3 separate regions of the Zea mays genome follow, and regions 1 and 2 are each linked to region 3. Evidence: chromatin contacts called from public Hi-C data. All regions are on one chromosome and are shown on one strand. The core of a region is the stretch at or near the end of the contact, and the rest is flanking DNA. Distances in the headings are between cores, read along the strand shown.

Region 1 (4,314 bases), core at 1,241-3,740, 240 kb after region 3:
CAAAGAACTCTCTCTCTATCAGCAGCCTATGCTCATCCATCCGTAAGGCATTCGCTTCGAGCATATCAAAGATCGAAGAGAAGAAGAACATAGCCTCCTTAAACCGCGTCACGAAGAAGGGTGCATTGTAAGTACCATTGACGATCCCATGAACGAACAGATGGGGATTCAGCTTTCTGATTGTGTTCAAAACCCGCGTTCTCGGGCTGTCATCCGTCACCGTCTCGTCCATCATGTTCCTCATCCGGTAGAGGCAGTTAACGACGACGAACTCATCGCTCTTCATGTTGAGATCTTTAACTTGGATAGTATCCCACTTGGCAGCAATGGCTTGGTATTCAAATGGGACATTGAACATACGGGCATACTCATGCAACCGCCGCCCTGTCGCCTCAACACGCTCTGCAGGGCGGAATCCTGACAGGGGAAAGTCTATACCAGTGATCCGAAGGTACGGGGGGCCACCAGGTCTCTTTGAGAGCCGCTGCATGAGGACTGGCCACTGGAAACCATACATTATCCCGTAGTCTATGATGTGCAGCCTTGTGGCGCTCTTCGTAGCGTTTAAGATGGTCGTGTTTGCGACATAGTGTGATAGTATCCTAAACGGACATGCTTTGACATACAAACTGAACGCCTTCAGTATATCACCAGTGGAAGTTCTCTTTGCAGCAAGCGAACGGTAGATGCTGCTGCCAGAGCCAGCTAGGCGAGCCTCCAGCCCATCGGCGAAGTAGTGTGCCAATCTCTGGCCAGCATCTCCAGTAGCAGAGGAATGCTTCCTGATCTGTTTCAGCAGCTCGCTTGAGTTCCTGTGGTCGTCGATAGCCGCGGCCTGAGCACAATGTATGAGTAGGGTTGTGAGATCAACTGGCTCCTCCTCTGCACCAGAACCTGATCTCCCCTTCCTTCGCCCTCGCTTATTTCTAGATCCTTTCACATATCCCCCGCTGATCTGTGCATCGGCTGGCATTGGTGAGTGGAACTCACAGTTCTTGTCGGTACACAACAGCACCTTGTCAAACATCTCCCGGACAGTCTCTTCGTCACACAGTGCCGACTGTTTGCTCTTCCTCCCCTCCATCTCCATGTCCTCGTCACGCGGGTTCTTCTGACCCTTATGAGCAGCACCAACTAAACCCTCCCGCACCATTTCACGAGGCAGACTACTTGTGACCACATCGCGAAACCTTCCGCTTCCTGTAGAATCACAGTCATCAGTGATCCAAGACTTTACTTCATAGCCCTGTGCTGCGATAGGCTTGGCAGACTCGAGGATGTCGACGAATGGTTTCTCGACGGCGGCGAGGAGTGCTGAATCCTCCACAGGCGCGCTGGTAATAGGATAGGATTCCTCGTCCTCGTCTTCAAGAAGGAACTGGTTGATGTATGCTAGGACCGCGTCGTCAGCAACAGTCTCGGAAAAATCCTCGACGCTGTCTGGCTCGGTTGTGGTTGTCGATGCCGGGCTTGGCGTGGTGCAGCCAGGCATGGCCGAGGGTGGAGATGGATGCGAGCTGACAGGAGAGCTGTGGCTGTGGCCGTGGAATCCATACGAAGGGAAGAACTGAAGCTGTGGCTGCTGGAGGGAGAAGCTAATCATGTGAGGTGCGGGTGGATTTGGGGTGGGCAATCGAGCACCGAGGTTGGGATCGTCACGAGGACGAGGGTCCATTATCATTCCTTGGAGGTGGAGCTTGTATCCACAAGATTTCTCTGACTTTCGATCTTCAGCGCCACAAGTCACTTATTACAGGTTACAAATCTCACCTCTGCGCTACCTTTCTGAGTCTCTCTCTCTCTCTCTCTCTCTCTCTCTCTCTCTCTCTCTCTCTCTCAAGAACACAAGGATTCCGCTTAGAGAGAACTACAAATTGGAAGAAAAGTTGATGATCGGAACGCCGAAGGACTTCGCCGACAAGCATATATATCTGAAGAAAAAGGAGGCGATATTTACCCTGCACGCCGAAGGACTTGTCTGCATCAAGATCTCTGATCTCCGGCTCTACCCTGCCTGCGCAAAGACCGCGAAGACGGCAGCAAGTAACTTTCCTTCCCACCCTAGTCGCGGCTCCAAGAAGACGCCGTGCCTTCCATCCCAAGTCTCGGATGCTGATGTGTGGAACCTTGCGGAAACCAGGAAGCAAAGCGGCGCCGATTGGGGGGCAGCGGCAGCAAGAGGCCAAGACCAAAAGACTTCTCTCGAGCTGGGCCAGGACCGCGGCAGCAGCTCCCTCTTCGTCAACTGGGTGATTTGTTTAGCCTAAACTGCAGCAGCACCAGCGAATCAGCGACCGGATCAGTGTTTTGGTAGTCGAGGTGGAGGGGAGCGGGAGAGGAAGGGGGCGGCGCACCACGGTGACGCGTGGGGAACGGCGCGGGATTTTCTGCGCACGAGAGCTGGTTGGTTTGCCGCCTGGCGCAGCTGCATGGACAGGGATATGGGGCACTGACGTGCGGGGTCAGTCTGAGTCTACCCCGCACGTCAGTGGCCAGACGTCATGGTAGGGAAGGGGCTTCCCTCCTACTCCTAGTTGATTTTTTTTTCCCTCTACGAATACGATGCGTGGTACCGACTCGGCGCGAGTCGCGTCGCGTCGATCGTGACAGTTTCCGGTTGGGGCCACAGATCAGGGTGAGTGGTGTGAGGTGTGACCGTGTGAGCTGAACTCCAGGGGACGCGGTCACTCGGATGCCTACCCGAGAAGTTGACCACAGAACCAGGTGAACGTGATCCACGGCCGAAGTACGAAACGGAACGAAACTGGCCGCCTGGCCGGTACCGCGACACTTCTGTCGGCCCGTGGTCCGGTCTTCTGGCCCACGAAACAAAGCCGAGAGGAGCCGAGCACAAGCGGCCCAGTGATTCATGACCCGCTTTGGCTCAGCCGCTTGCTGCAACCTACCACACAGGCGCTTGCTGATTCCTTAAAAAAACGTGAGGCGCTTGATTCACCTTTGTGGCCTTGTCATGATGAAATAATACACTGCTACTATTTCTATATATTATATAAATAGATTTTATTTAATAAAACATAAAAGTATGTGTGTTCTACTGATTAGATTAGTATGAACCTTAGAGTCAACGACTAAGATTCAAACTCAGCCTTCAATTAAATAAGGTGCAATGAAACAATAACACCATAACGCCTGCAGCAACATAATTTCATGTACTGTTCGTACAGAGATTATCTTTAGAGAGAATAGTAAGTACTACCTTCGTTCTTGAATATTTATCATCTGCTAGTTTAATTTTAAACTAAAACGTGATAAATAAAAAAAACGAAGAGGGTATCTTCTATCTTGTAATACCAACCACGTGAAGACCTTCACTCCACGGTTGTTTTGCCTTTTTAGATTATATTAAAACTTTGCCCATACAAAACAGTTTCTTAGGGAAATTTCCAGATTTATCTCACTCGCAATTACCAACTGGCCATCGTTATTTTTTAGAACGATATCTTGCAATCTTCTAAGCTGACTCTGTAAATCTTCACGTAGCCATCTCCTAAAAATGAGGCTCTAGTTTTTATATTTCATGGCTTCAACTGAACAATCACGGTCCTCGTTTTTTTTAAAAAAAATGAGAAAAGTGTGTCTTTAAAGTAACCTATAGCCACACCATCTAGTATGCCAAAAAAATGGTGGATTTTTCATTGGCCGACACCGTAGACCTGCTGCTTAAGTAAATATATCTGGTTTGGGGTTAATTAGAAGTATGCCACTCCAAATTTAAAGAGTTATAAAGTAGTTTATTTTCATGTCGCTCAATGACATCAAAATGAATTACCTATCTAATTTTATAAAAACAGGGTGACAAGTATGTAATTAATCTTTTTTTTCTTAGCTAGGTTTAGTGATCTTAGTCCATCTAATCAAATGATATTTCCCTCTTCCAAAAAAAACGCTTTCTAGCACTATCCATCTTTCCAATAGATGTCGAAGGTAAAAGGCATATCGCCATATCAAAAAGGATTAATTGTATAAATGTCATTTAACTTTTGCAAAACCAGACAACTAGTTCATTTGGATGTCATGGCATCTAAATGAACTAGTTATCTAATTCTGCAAAAGTTGAATGGTACATTTTTTATTGAATACTCCCTCCGTCCCAGTATATAAGGCGTAACCACATCTGGTTCAAAGACCAAAAAAATGCATTTAATTGTCTCTATACCACTGCATCGATATACGTATGCATAGAGAGAGCACGTCTTATATTGTGGGACAAGAATAAAAAGTGATTACGTCTTATATCCTGAGACGGAGGGAGTATATCATAAACCATTAGATTACTCAATCTAGAGTTGATAA
Region 2 (4,566 bases), core at 142-2,641, 160 kb before region 3:
GGTAGCATGAGTTGTTTTTGTGATCTGGTTTTGTTGTTCGGCCCCTAATATTTGAAGGGCTCAGTCTAGCTGATGGTATAATGTGAGCCCTAAGTTATTTTACCTGTGCTTATCTTGTAGGGCATCAGAAGACTTTCATTACAGTTCAGCAGGTTAATAATTAAACTGCCCTGTGTTTTGGGTCTGCTGGTCTCCACTCCCCAGACGATAGCATTGGATCCTCTTGCTCAACAAGATCTGACAACCGATATGTCTCTAGATCGTTGTATGGTGCGACTTGCATTGGCCCTACACAACGACTGAGGGCATAGTTTCCCAATGCTTTTATCTAGAATCAAGTTCCGCTGTTTGGTTTCAGTTACCAAATTCCTTGAAAATGCTTTTTAAGGGCTTGTTCGGTTGTGTCTAGATCGAAGGGGATTGAGGAAGGTTACGTTCTATTTAATTTTGACTAGCGAAGGATTTAATTCCCTCTAATCCCCTTCGATCGAGACGTAACCGAGTAAGCCTTAAGATGTGTAGGCTGTGGCTTGTGTTACTGAACCAGAGGATTGCTAGCGTCTGAATTTTTCGTTGTTCGGAGTAGTGTCTGAAAGGTACGAGGATGTTATGGACTCTTTAAGCAGGGATGCGGGATGCGTACGGTTGCAAGCTATTGGGGCGATGCTGGAGCAAATAAAGTGATGCAGTTTGCTTGCAGATTTTCAGATGTTTTTTTTGCAGGTAATTCTCGTCGGCCCTCAGGGCAAATCACAATCAACTTTCTGCAGGTTATTCATGTCGGGCTTTTCAGGGCAAGTACATACTTCTGGGCCACAGATTGTACGTGCGTCTAGAAGAGGCAAAGCAAGGGTAACATAACATCCCCATCCACGGCCATGGTCAAACGGACGGCTCAAATCTGCCCAAACTGTTGAAGTTGCAGTTCAACTAGAAAGCTGGACCATTTCAGAGTTGAAAGTAATACTGTTCTAAAAAAATTGCGAGTGGCACATGGTTTTGGGTCGCATGCACGACCTCGTCAACCACCATTGTACCAACCACTAGCATGCAGATCTTGTCTTTTACAACAACAACAACAAAAATTTTAAGTACAGGTACGGTGGTTCAAACCGCTAGTAACATGCAAACATGTGAGAATTCTTTTATTTATTTGTCTACCATTTTCTATTCTCAGACTGTGGAATCATCCTCACCCGACAGAGAACGTGGTGATGCTTTTACGCGTCAAAAAACACCAAAGCTCCAAAATTATGACACAAGGGCTCGTAGTTTTATTTGAACTTTATTTTGTCTGACGACAACGGAGGTGTTCGAATCGGCCGTTGGGAGCGCACAGTATAAACGAGCGAACACCAAGTCACGAACCTTCCGCTTCCCCTTCCCCTCACCGTGCTGCGCTGTTTACGCCCGCGTCCCCTTCCGTTTCCGTTCCATTCGCCTATCGTACCCCCTCTCCGTCTCTCGTCATCGTCGGCCCGTCGCAGCCACCTCCATCGGCCTCCGATCCCTCCACGAGCCTCCGGTCGAATCCGAGGTACGCAACGCGCGAATCGCCGCAGCCCCTCCCCCCATTCCGCGACCCGACCGATCCGCGCTGCGGCGCGTCATCGCCACGGCTTCTTACTGTGTGGATCTCGGTGGCGTGTGACTGCTGCAGGAGCAGGATCCGCGGCGGCGGGCGGCGGTCGCCCGGCGATGGCGCACCGTATGGACAACGAGTACGACTACCTCTTCAAGATCGTGCTCATCGGCGACTCCGGCGTCGGCAAGTCCAACATCCTCTCCCGATTCACCCGCAACGAGTTCTGCCTCGAGTCCAAGTCCACCATCGGCGTCGAGTTCGCCACCCGCACCCTGCAGGTAAACCCACCCGCAATGATTTGAAGAACGTTCTAGTTTATAAGTCGTTTTGACATTTGTAAATACACAACTTCTGTTATGTAACTAGACAAATAGTGTATCCTTTTCCACAACGGACGAATCCGAATTTCATTGTTTGGAATCAACTAAAATTACAAAAGTTTTAACCACACATTTTCCACTAGTATCACCAAAAAAACCTGCTTAGCTGGAATGAACACGGCATATTATGTGGCTAGATGCTTGATGTATCTAGAAAAGCCAAAACAACCTATAGTTTGGGACATACGATGTATGTCGTTGTATAGAATGTAATATAAAACATGACAACTTTATGGGCTCGTCTCACGACACCATAGTGGTTAAGGCAAGGGTAGCACTAGCAGCAGTAATGACGTCAAATTCTGGAACCGGGATGCCATCCTGGGGGATCTCGAGGGCATGACAAGTCCAACAGCTCAAGAGCACCTGCAGGTTGCGACGACACCGCGCTGGCCAACAATGGGCAGTGCTACATTAACTAAGGTGGGGTGAAGTACCCAAGTAGGAGCAGCTATGCTTATCTTTACTTAATTTACCTTTACTGTCATTCGTAAATCGATTCATCATATTGATAATTAACCAACAAATTAGATAAACAACTTTTAAAAAGAGAAGTCTACTGCTGTGCAGTGTAAACTGGGCCTTATGTGATGCCGATCGAGTGATCAGCGTGCTGCTCTCAGCTGGCGTGCCCATGAGGTCATGTCCTATCTATTTAAAATTTATCCATGCCCCGTCGATGCCGACACTAGGATCTGCTCCTTCGCCAGCTTATCCCACACGCTAAAGCTGGAGCCGGGCTACTATGGCAAAGCCATCTTTCCCGTGAAGGTGCGGGCGTCAGCGGAGAAGGTGGCCGGCTCATCTGCATGGTCCGGAGGCCAAGCATCGGATGGCCGAGGAGTGCCTAAGTCGAGCTGAAGGCTGTACCGGAGGCCACAACCCGTTCTTGATGATCTTCAACTATCTGTGCATGTCTTGAACTGGAGCAAGCTCGGGGTTTCACAGATGCAGACTTATGGGTACGACAAACTGATGTTCGCCGGTCAGCTGGTGAAGTGCAACCTTATTGCATCGTTCATTGTCATGAGGGAGGGTGCTTGGCTGCTCGCGCCGCTCGTCGGCAGCATCACCAAGCAGCACAACAACTTCGCCTGCAGGATGTGCGAGCACGGAGCACCTCGTATGATACATGTGCACGCGAGCATGAAGATGAAGGAACCCTGCTGCTACATCTAGGTGAGCTAAGTTTTGGGTGTATTGCTCCAACAGAGGTACTTATATGCCATATACATGCGGCGTGGGGTGCAGCCGTCTGACTCAGATTTGGACTTGTGGTGACTAAAGAAAATTTTTGGCTCTGGTCAAAGAATTCCATCAGAGCATGTAATTGGTTATTATGCCTAAAACGGAAAAGAACCAGTGAAACAAAAATCAGAAAAATAAAAACAAAAAAGCCCAGAAGCCGTTCGGTTGGCCAGGGAGGAAGCTCTTCTGTGGTTCTTGGCTGGAGCTAAGGGGGTTTCCTTCCTCCAAGCTCAAAGCCGTGTGGGATAGTTTCTTTGTCGTTAGTGTTGGGGTGTCTGCCACCTGACAGGCGCTCTGCCCCTGCTCTGGCTGGGTGGGGTTTTCTTGTGTGCGTGTTTGTGTGTTCTGTGTTGGTGTTTTCTCTATGTAATGTTTGTTCCGGGGTCTTTCCCCCATTTCTTAATACAATGATACACAGCTCTCCTGCGTGTTCGACAAAAAACCCCCAAAAAGATCCACGGTTGAACAACACGAATCAAAACGGATGCTAAAGATTGGAACAACGAAAAAAGACGTAAAAAATAGGCAAAAACGTACGTGGAACGAACAATGAAACAGGAAAAAAAGATCCAGATCAATGAGTACACATAAACGAAAAAAGCGTAGGTAAAATAGGTATAAGAAAGATACAGATACATCCTTTTCTATTTAGTTTAGGATTTCTATTAAGGTTCATGATTGAAGGGATTTATTTGGATCCGAATTCCTATCTATCCAGGTTACCTCAAGAAGCTCTGCATCTGGATATATTAAACGAGAGGGTTGCAGCCAAACAAACAGAGAACGTTTCCACATTCACAAAGTTAGTTAGGAGAGGCCATACCAAGAAAAAGTGGGGAGAAATTTTGGGTCTTTAATATTAGATAACACACAGAGAAGAAAACAACGAATTATTGTTGGTGGAACAGATTTTTACGTTCTCGGCTAGGAAACTAGTACAACAACACTTCAGTTAATATAGTGTCAATCAATGGTTGTGAGTTAACAGTACAATAGTACCACTAACAAATACCGAAAAGTTAACAGTACAATAGTACCACTAACAAATACCGAAAAGGAAAAAAAAGGCAGATGGTTGTATTGAGTTCATGCATGTTGCTGATATGTGCCCTTCAGTTTGGAGGTTTCTCAGCTTGCCAGTTTAATTCCATCTAATGGCGCATATTTTGCTGCTTGGTATGTCTGTTTTGTGTGTCACTTTTTATTTGGTTGTTTTGTCTCATTATAAAACAAGTTCGGCATACACTAGTGCCGATTGTCTACTACTGTTTTAAGCTTTAATAACTCTACAAATTTGGTTTAAACTCTGTATTCAACTTTACCAGCATGGTTTAACCCTAATTGGAAAAATGT
Region 3 (4,364 bases), core at 1,105-3,604:
AGTTTGAGTGTGGTAACAAGAACAATGTAAGTGCATCTTTTTTCACTTGAACCTTGTATTTGTCTGCCTAAAATTAAGAATATATCATTGTTGGCAGCATAGCTATTGGAAGTATCGTTTTAGTGACCGCTATTAATTGGGTAGCTATCTAACTACTAACTATCAAAGTAATTACCTACTACTGACTAGTTAACTAAGAGGTCACTAACTACTTAACTAGTTATGTAATAACTAAGCTATGAACTACATTACTAACTAAGTTACTAATTAAGTTATTAATGCATAAAAATTCACATTCACCGATGACTAAGTGGGGGAGAAATTGACATTATTACTGTCATTTTCAACAGCATTGGTTGAAAGAGTTTTCTCTATAATGAAACTAAATTAAGGGTGAATGCACAACAAGATTTCAGATGAATGGTTCAATCACTTGATGATGTGATACACTAAGTGAAAATTATTTAAAATACTTGATAATATTATCATAACATGGCGGTTTCAGAGCATAAAAAACTCGAAGATAAGTCTACCTCGTGTTAAATATCAGTAACACATTTATAGGTGATTAATAAATACTTCCTATGATCATTTTTATTATATTATTTAATCTTTTTAATTTGTCCAGGTTTGAATAAATTCTGGCTCTCCAGTAGATCCAACTACTTCGTCGTTTACTAAAAATAAACTAATCGTTTATATCATTCCATAGCAACTCATCATCACACATAGTTGTTTATCACCATAAAATAACATGATAAGCTCACCGCCATCTGTATCGTAAACTAAGTAAATGATTTAGGGTGTGTTTGGTTTGGCTTTTACCCCTAAAAATCAAAAGCTAAACCAAAGGGCTCGAACCCGAAAGTAGTTTTTTCCAAAAGAAATAGCTGGTGTGGCCCGCCTGTTGCGCTCCCTCCATCGTCCGACTTAAAGTGCGGTGGATAGCCGGAGGCTATGGATATGTGGTGGAGCGGTCCAGCATCGGCATGGGAACATGGCCGGATGGGGAGGCGGTGAAGAGGGCACCACCATCATGAAGCGACCAGTGGTCGAGAGGATGAAGGAGATGCAACCGCATGGGATGGTGTGGGAGCAGGTAGTAATGATGTCGAAATCCTCAACGCAAGAAATTATTTCTTTGACATCGAGGATGGCGCAAGAATGGCACCACAACGAGTACCTTCTCCAGTTGGCATTTTACTGGTAGTAACTTAATTTGCCACCGATGACCGTGAGGTTTATGTGTATCTCTAGCAATATAAGATCGGATCTAATGCCACTAGTCTATATCTACCGCCACATCAGCTATCGCTCAATCTATATCTATCATTGTCCGCAAGTTCATAGTAATAGTGCACAACCTTTACTATTAGCCTATAGTCACCTTAGCGCTACATCAACCTTTTTACATACTCTTATTTGAAATGAAACACATTTTACTAAAATACAATTACATCTAGATATATAACTAAGCAATATTAAAAAATATAGTTCATAAAAGTAAATACAAATTAAATAGTTTATAAATCATAAATAAAATCTACATAATTTGTCAAACATAAAATATGTAATATGTAAAAATGAAAGTTGCATAATTCATAAAATGACATAGACCAATTAAAAAAAGATATGTGGCAGTCGACGGTCGGTGGATACCGACCATCGCGAGGCTGTACGGACAGCTATCGACCGTAGGGTCCTGGTCGGTACTAAGGATAGTGAGCACCGGCCTGGCCTAAGAGCATCCCTAGAAACGACTCCTCAAAATCAATTTTAAGATACATGTAAATAATTAGTAAGATAAATTTTAATCATTTCCCCTTAAAACGGCATATTATTTCTAGAGAGCAAAAAAACCTCTTATTTATAGCTATAAGAGAGTTTTAAGGGATATGAAAAAGTTAGGAGCGTTTTAGGAAACTATTGGAGACATTTTTTTTGTGTTTTTCAAAAAAAAACTGGATTTAGAGGAGGAGCTTTTGAAGATGCTCTGAGCGCCTCGTCGTTTGAACACTGCTGACTCAGCAGTTGGCATCCACACACACACGCACACAAAGTTGGAATTCTAAAATTCCAATCCAAACTTCTCCAGCCTAGACTTGTCGTGAGTAGCCCCACCATGCCATCCATCCTTGTCAAGCCACCCGCGAGCAGCAGTAGCCAACCCCGGTCCCGGCGCCGTCCACTTCGACGACCGTCTCGCCACACGCGACGCGGACCACCAGCTGAGGTTGATCGAGATGGAGACCGCAACGATGACGACGACGCCACCAGCAGACCAATCCCATTACCTTACACCAGTTATCCGGCACCGGCAGCAGGCAACGAGTAGCCAGCCAGTCCAGGTCACTGACCTGAGATAAGCAAACGCACACCTGCGGTGCGGGCTGCGGCTCCGCTCATCGCTGCCAGCCAGTCCAGGTCACTGCCTCCCTCGTTCCACACCATGCCAGCGGCCGCTCTCGCCGTGCGGGTGGCCGCCGTCCTGCTCCTCCTCGCCCGAGGCGGATCCGGATCGGCGCCCGGGGAGTTCGTGCTCAGTGGCTTCGCGAGCGGCAACGTCACGACCAGCGGCGCGGCCGTCGTCACCTCCTCCGGCCTCCTGCAGCTCACCAACGCGACCAACGAGGTGTTCGGGCACGGCTTCTACCCCGTGCCGCTCCGCTTCAAGGACGCCTCCTCCACGCCGCGCTCCTTCTCCACCACCTTCGTGTTCGCCATGGTGCCGCGGCACGACGACGCGCACGGCCACGGGATCGCCTTCGCGCTGGCGCCGTCGCCGACCGTGCCCGGCGCGGTGGCCGGGAAGAACCTCGGCCTGTTCAACACGTCCGACGACACGGGGAAGGCCAGGAGCGGGGTCGTCGCCGTCGAGCTCGACACGGCCAAGGACGAGGAGTTTAGCGACATCAACGACAACCACGTCGGCATCGACGTCAACAGCCTGGTGTCCGTGAGCTCAGCGCCGGCGGCGTACGTCGACGCCGGCAGCCTAGTCAACATCAGCCTGGTCAGCGGGGAGCCCCTGCAGGCGTGGGTCGAGTACGACGGCGCGAGCATGCGCCTGGAGGTGACGGTGGCGCCGGCGCGCAAGCCCAGGCCGGCTGTCCCGCTCGTGTCTTCCATCGTCAACCTCTCGTCGGCCGTGGCCGACGACACGTACGTCGGGTTCACGGCGGCGAACGGCGCGGCCTCCACCTCTCACTACGTTCTTGGCTGGAGTTTCCGCCTAGGCGACGGACGCGCGACGGACCTCGACGCCTCGAAGCTGCCGCCGGTCCCATCGTCCAAGAAGAAGACGTCGCGGCTAAACTTGGTCACGCTGTCCCTCGTTGTCGTCGTGGCACTCCTCTTAGCGTCGGTGGCAGTCGCAGCTCTCGTGGTCAGGCACCGGCGGTTCGCCGAGGAGCAAGAGGACTGGGAGATACAGTACGGGCCTCACCGGATCAGCTACAAGGACCTGCACGCGGCCACGAGGGGGTTCCGCGACGCCATCGGCCAAGGCGGCTTCGGCCGCGTGTACCACGGCGTGCTACAGCGGCCGGTGAACGCCGAGGTTGCCGTCAAGAAGGTGTCCCACGACTCCCGGCAAGGGCTGCGCGAGTTCGTGTCCGAGATCGCGAGCATGAGCCGGCTGCGCCACCGCAACCTGGTGCAGCTCCTCGGGTACTGCCGGCGGCGGGGCGAGCTGGTACTCGTCTACGACTACATGGTCAACGGCAGCCTCGACAGGCACCTGTTCGACGCCGGCAAGCCGGCGCTGAGCTGGGAGCAGCGCGGCAAGATCGTCCGCGACGTCGCCGCCGGGCTGCTGTACCTGCACGAGGGATGGGAGCAGGTGGTGGTGCACCGCGACATCAAGTCCGCCAACGTGCTCCTCGACGCCGACATGAACGGCAAGCTCAGCGACTTCGGCCTCGCGCGGCTGTACGACCACGGCAGCAACCCGCAGACGACGCACGTCATCGGGACGCTGGGGTACCTCGCGCCGGAGATGAGCAAGACGGGGAAGGCCACCACAAGCACCGACGTGTTCGCGTTCGGCGCCTTCCTGCTCGAGGTGGCGTGCGGGCGGCGGCCCATGGAGCGCGACGACGACCTTGATTCGCCCGGGCTCGTCGACCTCGTCCTCGAGTGCTGGAAGGCCGGGAGGATCGTGGAAGCCAGGGACAAAAGGATCGGCAAGTGCGACGAGGCCGACGTCGAGCTGGTGCTCAAACTCGGCCTGCTCTGTTCGCACCCTGACCCCCGGTGCCGGCCGAGCATGAGGCAGGCGGTGCAGATGCTGGAAGGCGCAGCGCCGGTGCCAGAGACACCGCCCAAAGATCTAGCCAGCAACAGCAGGTTGTTCTACGGATACA

What was found. A called contact is a pair of places that touch in the nucleus more often than the background predicts.
Region 1: a contact with region 3 is called in a Hi-C map of bundle sheath, with 2.1 times the contacts expected there. The contact joins the promoter of LOC103644258 here to the promoter of LOC100281445 in region 3. A contact is called at or near these places in 5 of 25 Hi-C or Micro-C datasets (bundle sheath, ear, leaf and 2 more).
Region 2: a contact with region 3 is called in a Hi-C map of ear, with 2.5 times the contacts expected there. The contact joins the promoter of LOC100216670 here to the promoter of LOC100281445 in region 3. A contact is called at or near these places in 7 of 25 Hi-C or Micro-C datasets (ear, endosperm, leaf and 2 more).

Annotation. Positions count from the first base shown.
Region 1 is chr1:300,691,409-300,695,722 of Zm-B73-REFERENCE-NAM-5.0, reverse strand. It overlaps LOC103644258 (scarecrow-like protein 30), which reads right to left and starts at 2,490. Exons shown (of 2, transcript XM_008667465.4): 1 at 1,958-2,490; 2 at 1-1,867. The coding sequence starts at 1,681.
Region 2 is chr1:301,094,670-301,099,235 of Zm-B73-REFERENCE-NAM-5.0, reverse strand. LOC100216670 (Ras-related protein RABA2c) reads left to right here and starts at 1,391. Exons shown (of 3, transcript NM_001143079.1): 1 at 1,391-1,537; 2 at 1,661-1,863. The coding sequence starts at 1,699. It overlaps LOC100280558, which reads left to right. Exons shown (of 2, transcript NM_001153477.1): 2 at 121-357.
Region 3 is chr1:300,932,292-300,936,655 of Zm-B73-REFERENCE-NAM-5.0, reverse strand. LOC100281445 reads left to right here and starts at 2,354. Exons shown (of 1, transcript NM_001154363.2): 1 at 2,354-4,364. The coding sequence starts at 2,450.